Regions from separate parts of the Zea mays genome. Here region 2 is linked to region 1. Evidence: chromatin contacts called from public Hi-C data. All regions are on one chromosome and are shown on one strand. Each heading gives the region's core, a stretch centred on a gene start, on an enhancer-like site or on the middle of the called end of the contact. The rest is flanking DNA. Distances are from core to core; before and after follow the strand shown.

What was found. A called contact is a pair of places that touch in the nucleus more often than the background predicts.
Region 2: a contact with region 1 is called in a Hi-C map of ear, with 2.0 times the contacts expected there. The contact joins the enhancer-like site here to the promoter of LOC100191473 in region 1. A contact is called at or near these places in 2 of 25 Hi-C or Micro-C datasets (ear and tassel).

The regions. Positions count from the first base shown.
Region 1 is chr8:124,768,934-124,772,840 of Zm-B73-REFERENCE-NAM-5.0, reverse strand. It overlaps LOC100191473, which reads right to left and starts at 1,536. Exons shown (of 7, transcript NM_001353503.1): 1 at 158-1,536. The coding sequence starts at 1,445. It also overlaps a transcript of LOC100285601 not described here.
Region 2 is chr8:125,676,490-125,680,411 of Zm-B73-REFERENCE-NAM-5.0, reverse strand. It overlaps LOC100382815, which reads right to left. Exons shown (of 14, transcript NM_001175515.1): 11 at 3,386-3,433; 12 at 3,024-3,108; 13 at 2,676-2,732; 14 at 2,179-2,584. The coding sequence ends at 2,463. Among protein-coding and RNA genes, the nearest start is that of TRNAD-GUC, 5.1 kb to the left of the region's middle. Within about 2 kb of position 2,126, at least 6 of the 20 cell types and tissues checked have an H3K27ac peak or open chromatin away from gene starts, as enhancers often do. A contact at or near this core is called in ear and tassel, where this site is marked.

The sequences.
Region 1 (3,907 bases), core at 287-2,786:
TAAACACCCCTTATTTTGTGAACGGACGGAGCAACGTGGAAGTTCTCACCAAGCGCGTGCATCTTTGTACAGTACGGCAGGACGGAAAAAATTATTTGTTACTCCGACTGTGCAATGTGCATGTATCGACGTCTAGACGAGCAGTGTTGCCACGTACCGAGGTCTGCGGCGGCGAGCCGGAAGTAGAGTTCCTGGCCGAAGGAGGGGTACACGCGGAGGTCCTCGAGGCCGCCGGTCCACATCACGCAGCCGCGGCGCCCCGGCGCGGCGGTGAGGTTGGCGCTGGCGTACGCCGTGCAGGAGCAGTTCCTCAGGCACCGCTGCCGGCACTGCTCCAGGCTGGAGTTGAAGTCCACCACCGCCCGCGTCGCGTCGGGCACCTTGGCGTGCGGCAGCACCAGGAAGCCGTCGGTGCGGTTGGCGCAGTCCAGCGGCGTGGCCCGGACGCAGCCGTCCCGCCCGTCCCGCATCGCCCACGACGCCGGGGACCGCGGCGTGAACCCGGGGAGGCAGGAGCAGGCCGGGACCTTGTTGGTGTCGCACACCCCGTTGGGCCCGCACGGGGACAAGGCGTCGCACTGGTCCTTGGGCGCGTACCAGTAGAGGGCCCACGCGCCGGCGACATCCAGCCACGTCCACCTCTGCATCAGCCCGCCGCCGACGCCCGTGCTGTTGAGCACCAGCCTCGAGACGATGCCCGCGTCCCGGACCTGGAAGCTGTAGGTGGCCTCGCGCCCGTCGTTGACGAAGCGGAAGCTGAAGCCCATGCCCTTGTAGGTGACGGTGTCCGGGACTCCCGTGAACTGCACGCCGTCCCAGGGCCCCGACCGCCACACCTTGGCCGGCCCGTTCCAGATGAACACCTCCGGGTCGCCCGACGTGTCCATGGCCGCCACCACGGGGCTCGGCGACGGGTCGGAGGGGCTCGCCCACGCCGTCAGCGTCATGTTCGCCCCCGCCGCGAAGTCCACCCCGAGCCGCATCCCCGGGAGCAGCGTGTCGGTGGGGTGGTCGAACCCCTGCCACACCACCCGCCCGCGCTGGTCCGACACCACCAGGTTGCCGTCGTCCTGGATCCGCGCCGCGCACGGCCGCGGGGAAGACGACGACAACGACCGCCACACCACCGTGGCGTTGGCGTCCGCCACGGCGAGCGCGCACTCGCTGGACACGGAGAGCGTGGCGCCGGCGCTCTCGCTCGCCGCGCCGCGCACGGGGGCGGCGCGGTTGGCCACCCAGACGACGGTGCGGACGGGCACCTTGGCGTACCAGATCCCGACGTAGGTGCTGTTGGAGCCCGGCGGGGAGAAGAAGCCGAGCACGAAGCTGCCGGCGCCGGACGATACGAGCGTGTCGTTTCCCCGCAGCGGCTGGCCCGGCGTGATGGTGTCCCTGGCGCGGGAAGCCGCGGGGAGAAGCAGAAGCAGCAGCAGAGTCAGAACCATCGCGTCGCGGCGAGTGAACTAGCGGAGCAACGAGCTCGCAGTCGCACGGGGTGGACAAGATGACAGCACCCGTATGGTTGGCTCGTGTCGTGGTCAGGCGTCTGGTCAGTCCGTCATTGCCATTGGGACGGACACTGCAGTTTTAGTGGTAGATCTGGGCTTCGGATCAGGCCCATACGAACAGACCCGTCGGCTTAAGTGTAAGCCGGGCTGCGATGGGCTGGTCGAGTTTCGGTAGCATTATATCTGGCCTCTTTAGCTCAATCTGGGCCATACATTGATACAACTTTCTTTCCATGTCACGACGTCGGCTCTTCCCATAACTGGGCCATTCCCTTGGACGACCAAAAAGAGAGAGAGAGAGAACAGGGCCCATTGCTTTTGAACTACGTAGTTTTGAACTTTGAAGTCTTAGGTGTGCTCTGTTGCGCTAGAAATCCGTCGCGAATGATGGATGCAGAGACAGGCTTGAGGGCGAAGCCACACCCCACAGGCCGGGGAAGACGAAGGTCGTCACATCCATGATCCATGCACGCGTCAACTCGCCTTGCGTGGCCCCCGGTCTTTTGGGGGCGCCGAGGGACCGGGCAACCGCCGGTCCAGCAGCAGCCAATCCGCCGGCGGCACGGGTTCTCCTTTGCCTGCGGCGGGCATCATTGATGGAGGCTGCCGCTTTACAACAAAGATACGTCAGAGGATAGGATGGGGGGACACATGGCTGGAATGGAATGGAATGATCGCCCTCCTGCACGCCGGTCCGAGCCGACGCATCGAACAACTGCAAGGTGCCAAGGACGGACGGCCTCGATCGGTCCTCCTGGGGAAACAGCGAGAGCCTTAAAATCTCCTCGTGTCCTGCTGCTGTGTACTCCCTCCAGTGCAGTAAAGGTAGTCGTTTAGGACTTGATTGTGCATACCAAGGAGTGATTAATTATCATAGAGTTTTCCCTGTTTGCCCCTATTAAATAGGAATATGGGTGCATTAACGTCACTAAAACAATTAGGCTTGATTGGTTGCTGCAGCAGCTCCAAGGCATTCTAGACTGGAGGTCTCAAGTTCGATTCTTAAATGCATCTTTTTTTGTGCAATTACTAGGGGCAACAACGTCTAAATCCCAGACCTACGCGCAGGATGACTTCTTTTATTGCACCGAAGGGAGTATGTGTTACTACTGATCATCGAAAGGCAAAGATGTCCTTGGCTTGACAGCTACAGGTGGCGATGAGGACGAGTTTGGCCTTCCATCCAGTACGCTAAACTGATAGCTTCAGCTTTGTTTTGCGTGCGGTTGAAACGAAGCAGTCCTTTGCATGGACTATTAACCATGGTTGAAGAACTGGTTGAAGAACTGAAGGGGAGTCCGATCCCTGCATCCTTTACCTGCCACCTGCCATAACAGACCCTTGCCTGTCACCGCCATGGTTGTTGGTGGGCACATCCTGTCGTCTACTACTTCTCTCTGTGCTTCCATTAAACCTGTTCGTTTCGAATTAAACCTAGCTGTTCATTATAATGCATAGATACAAAACACTGTGGAAGTATTAAACCAGGCCCTAGCGCAGGGAGTTATTTTTACCACAAAGCTTGGAGACACAGGAAATACCGAATTTGTTATGATCTAAAGGAAGCTCTAGATTACCTTGTCTCACTCCTGCTTCCTCCATTTTATTATCTTGATTCTCGAGGTGAGTTTCTGGGTTCTGGTGATGCAACCGTGACGTGCTGCTGGGCTGTGGCGCCCGCCACGATTGGCACCACATAGCCTGGCGCCTGCAGGTCAAACCGGACGCGAGCCCGGGCAGTGCAGTGGTCCTACAAATACTCTCCCCGCCCCGCATCCGCACACTGCATCCCATCCCACGAAAACAAGCAGAGAGAGAACCCCAGCGGGCAAACGCCTCCCCCCCCCCCCCCCCCCCCCCCCCTTGCCTCCAGGCCCCAGATCCGGCCATCCGGGTAGCTCCAGCCCTTCTCCAATGGCAGTCAAGGTCTACGTCGTGTAAGTATGCGCCACCGCCCCGCTCCATTTCCCTAGCTACTCGTGTTTTTTTAAATCTCCCCGTCACGAATTATATACAACAAAGCCGCCGATGCCTTGTTAGGTTCACATCAAACCGCGTGAGCGCTGAACTTGGTTGTTTCGAGTCGACCGGAGTCCTCTCGTGCTCAGAAACTACACGCAGCCATGTTCCTATTTGCCTTTTGTCAGAGTTGCTCTGCTAAGTCCCGTGATACGTCTAGAAGGTTCCGGTCGCCGCCGCCGCGACCGTGTCCAGGATCAATGAACCTAGGCAGTTGGGGAGGGTTTACGCTGTTGAATAATTCGGGAACCAACTTATTAAGGCTTGTTCGGTTAGCTCTCAATCCATGTGGATTGAGTGAAATTGGATGAGTTTGAATCCCAAACAAGTCAAACTTTTTAAGAAATTTTTCCAATCTCATCCAATCCATGTGTATTTAG
Region 2 (3,922 bases), core at 877-3,376, 910 kb before region 1:
ACACAAACCAAGAAAGAATCCAGTTAGGGGACACAATTTATTTGGAGCAAAAAGGACTTGAGTGTACTGATTTTTGGCGCACCGGACACTGTTCGGTGCACCAGGCCAGAGCTGAATCGAAGCTACCACTCTCGGGAATTCTGAGGCGCGCTCCGCTATAATTCACCGGACTGTCTGGTGAGCCAGCGGACAGCACTGTGCACTGTCCGGTGCGCGCCACATCAGCGCAACCGTTAAGGTTCTGAGCAGTTGACCGTTGGAGACGTTTGTCTTCTAGCTGCACCGGACAATCCGGTGCCCTCTGACTTCTGCGCTCTGACTTCTGTCGTGGTACTGTAGCGCATTGTAGCTCTGCATAGTCAACCATTGGCGCGCTGGGAGCAACTGGACTGTCCGGTGAGCCAGCGGAGCAACGGCTCTCTACGCGCCAACGGTCGACTGTGCAGAGCTACAGTGCGCTACAGTACCGCGACAGAAGTCAGAGCGCAAAAGTCAGAGGGCATCGGACTGTCCAGTGCAGCTAGAAGACAAACGTTTCCAACGGTCAACTGCTTAGAACCCTAACAGATGCGCTGACGTGACGTGCACCGGACAGTGCATAGTGGCTGTCCGGTGGCGCACCGGACTGTCCGATGCGCCCATCACCAGCAGCCTTCACCAACGGTTAGGAAGTGGTTGGGGGCTATAAATACCCCCAACCACCACATTCATTGGTATCCAAGTTTTCTGGGGATCACATTCAATACAAGAGCTAGAGCATTCACTCCAAGACACAATTCCAAAGATCAAACCATCTCCAAGTCTCAAATCATCTCAACCACTTAGTGACTTGAGAGAGAGTGAGTTTGTGTTCATTTGCGCTCTTGTTGCTTGGATTGCCTTTCTTCCTTCCTCGCTTCTTTTCTAAGTGCTTGTAAGCGAAGCAAGAGACACCAAGTGTGTGGTGGTCCTTGCGGGGTCTTAGTGACCCGTGAGATTAAGGAAAAGGCTCACTCGGTCTAAGTGACTGTTTGAGAGAGAGGGAAAAGGTTGGAATAGACCCGACCTTTGTGGCCTCCTCAACGGGGACTAGGTTCTTTGGAACCGAACCTCGGTAAAACAAATCACCGTGTCTAATCGCTTTGATTCTCGCTTGATTTGTTTGCCCTCTTTCCTCTCTCTAACACTTCCTTGCTAGTATTAATTTGAGTTTGCTCCCATACGTCATCCACACTCTTTGAGCAACTCCTAGCAAGAGAAACAATCTTTCGGACTTGAATTTAATTCTAACGCTAACCTCGGCCTTTAGTGTGTGTTTAAGTTTGTAAATTTCAGGTTTCGTCTATTCACCCCCCTCTAGACGACTTTCACTAATCCTATCTCACGACAAAAGGATGTGGCGGGCCCACCGGAGGTAGTATGACCTTAGGATGTGGATCCACATCTAAAAAACCTATGGACTATTCTTTGGCAAAATCTTATCAAATAAGTCTTGGATACACCACATTAAATGTGGGATAGATGACAGCACATGCCTTGCTAAGTAGGCTAATACACAACTTAGGCTGCAGGCACTCAAGTGCATGCCGAGTGTACCATGAAATACGATAAAGTACAAAGGCTATATTGGCTATCAATTACATTATGCCAGGTGGCTCAAGACCTAGTGTGAGCATCATAATTGTCCATGGTAGTCACCACGAGAAGAGATGACTACAACCAAACTCGTGTATCATATATGTGATAGATGATATTATGGTCATGCCTTCATCCTAACACGTGCTTAGGAGGGCAGGTGTACCTAATGCCTCTATACAGGCATATACTCATATTTAATATTACTTCCGTTCTTGAATATTTGTTATCCGTTAGTTCACTTTTGCACTAAAGTACGACAAATAAAAAAGAACAACAGAGAGAATACCATATCCAGTTAGGGTGGAAAAATCCTATAGCCGCGATTAGGTTGTATGATGGTACATTTGTGTAATGAAAGGTGCAATGAACTACTGAGAAACATCTCAAGATCTCTAAGGGTCTACGTGGCAAATGCATTCATACAGGTAGCACGGGCGTGAATATGTTCATAGGGATAAATGTGTCAATTGGGCGCTGCAAGTTGTTCAGGTGCCTACGAGCCTTGACTCCAAAGAAACAACTGAGGTCAAAAACATAGCACATGCTTGCCACAGCTTGTCTGCTCCTGGTATGTAGTATACAGTAGTTTTTGCCAATATGGCTGAGAAACATCACTTGGAAGTTAGAACGGTAACACAATATACAGCGAACACTGATGCTCACATCAGATGCCAATGCCATACACTATTTGGCCGGTGATCTTTTTTGTTTTAAACATTTGGCTAAAGAACGCAATGGTTAGGATTTACAAAACTTAGACAGGGAGCATATCAAAAGGCAGCAGAAGATTTTTTTTTTCCCACTTGTTTTACTTTCCTATGCTTTACGTTTTGAACCTCCATATCCTATTTACGTCGAGGTTGGTGTCTTTCTTGTGGAACGCTGGAGTGGGACGAAGGTTGCCCTTCCTTTGGGGGCAACATACCTAAGAAACTTCCTTGAACAGGTTCCTCTTCGTCCATACTCTCTGTTCAGAATGAATGAAAAGTAAGTGGATCGTTCATGCCTTCACGGAGATACAGTAGAAGCGAACTGAATGTAGGATACTGGCTCATTACCAAACAATGTCTTGATGGTTGGTCGCTTTGATTTGGAACTCTTTTTCTTCAACTCCGCTGTTGCACAAAGCACCAAATCATTTTTTTGTCAAACTAAACATATAACAACTAAGGGGGTGTTTGAATGCACTAGAGCTAATAGTTAGTGGGTAAAATTAGTTGAAACATCCAAACACCCTGGCTAATAGTTCAGCTATTAGCTATTTTTGGTAAATTAGTTAATAGTTAGGTAACTATAGCTAGCTAATTCCACTAACAATTTTTAGCCAACTAACTGTTAGTTCTAGTGCACTCAAACACCCTAATAAGTGAAATAGTAGAAGATGAACAGAGTAATGGGGGGCTAACCAATTCCTGCCACTTCATCATCATTTACAATTTCAAAGTTCTTGTACGTATACCCAACAAAGTTTGCATCTTTGGATGGAAGCATCTGTAAAACAGTAATGTTTTTCAATCCATTGACAGCAGTAATAAAATGAAGCTCGAATGTCCAATATGAGTAAAATTCCCAATCAACTTTCTAAATATATGTGCCCTTGTTCAACAGAAAATATCTATGCCCTCCACATCAATATCAATTTTTGAAACACCCATATCAACAGAAAATTTCACTTGAGCATCAGATATGGAATTGTCTTTGACTAGGTACATTACTATGTCCCATACTTCAACTACCCAGAAACCTTCAGTGGAAAACTAATGCATACCTTTCTCCATGGGCCTGACTTGGATGAACTTTGAATTTGAGTTCCAGTCTGCAATAGTGGAAAAGATAATTAAATGTGTGAGCAATATAGCCAATGCATTCATAGTTCAAGTTTCACCAAGTCAACGACAAAAACACTATCATATAAACAACAGAAGAATGGAGTGTTACAATTGAGTGATCCTGAAATTAAGAATATCACTGTTTAAAGCCTGGCTGATATGAAAGAGGAAACGCCACAAGATTTATCCCAGCCCCAGTTTTCGTTAAGTAGCACGTAGCAGATACAATTTGCGATTAGATCGATGATTTCATTTAATTGTACTACTCCCTCAATTCCAAATTATAAGACGTTTTGGCTTTTCTAGATACAATGTTTTTTACTATGTATCTAGACCTAGTGTATATCTAATGTGTATAGCAAAAGCTATGAATCTTAAAATCCAAAATGTTTTAGAATTTGGTAGGGAAGGAGTAGCAGGTAGCACTAACCCAGATAAATTAAACCTACAGTGCAGGGAACCAACACAGACCACCT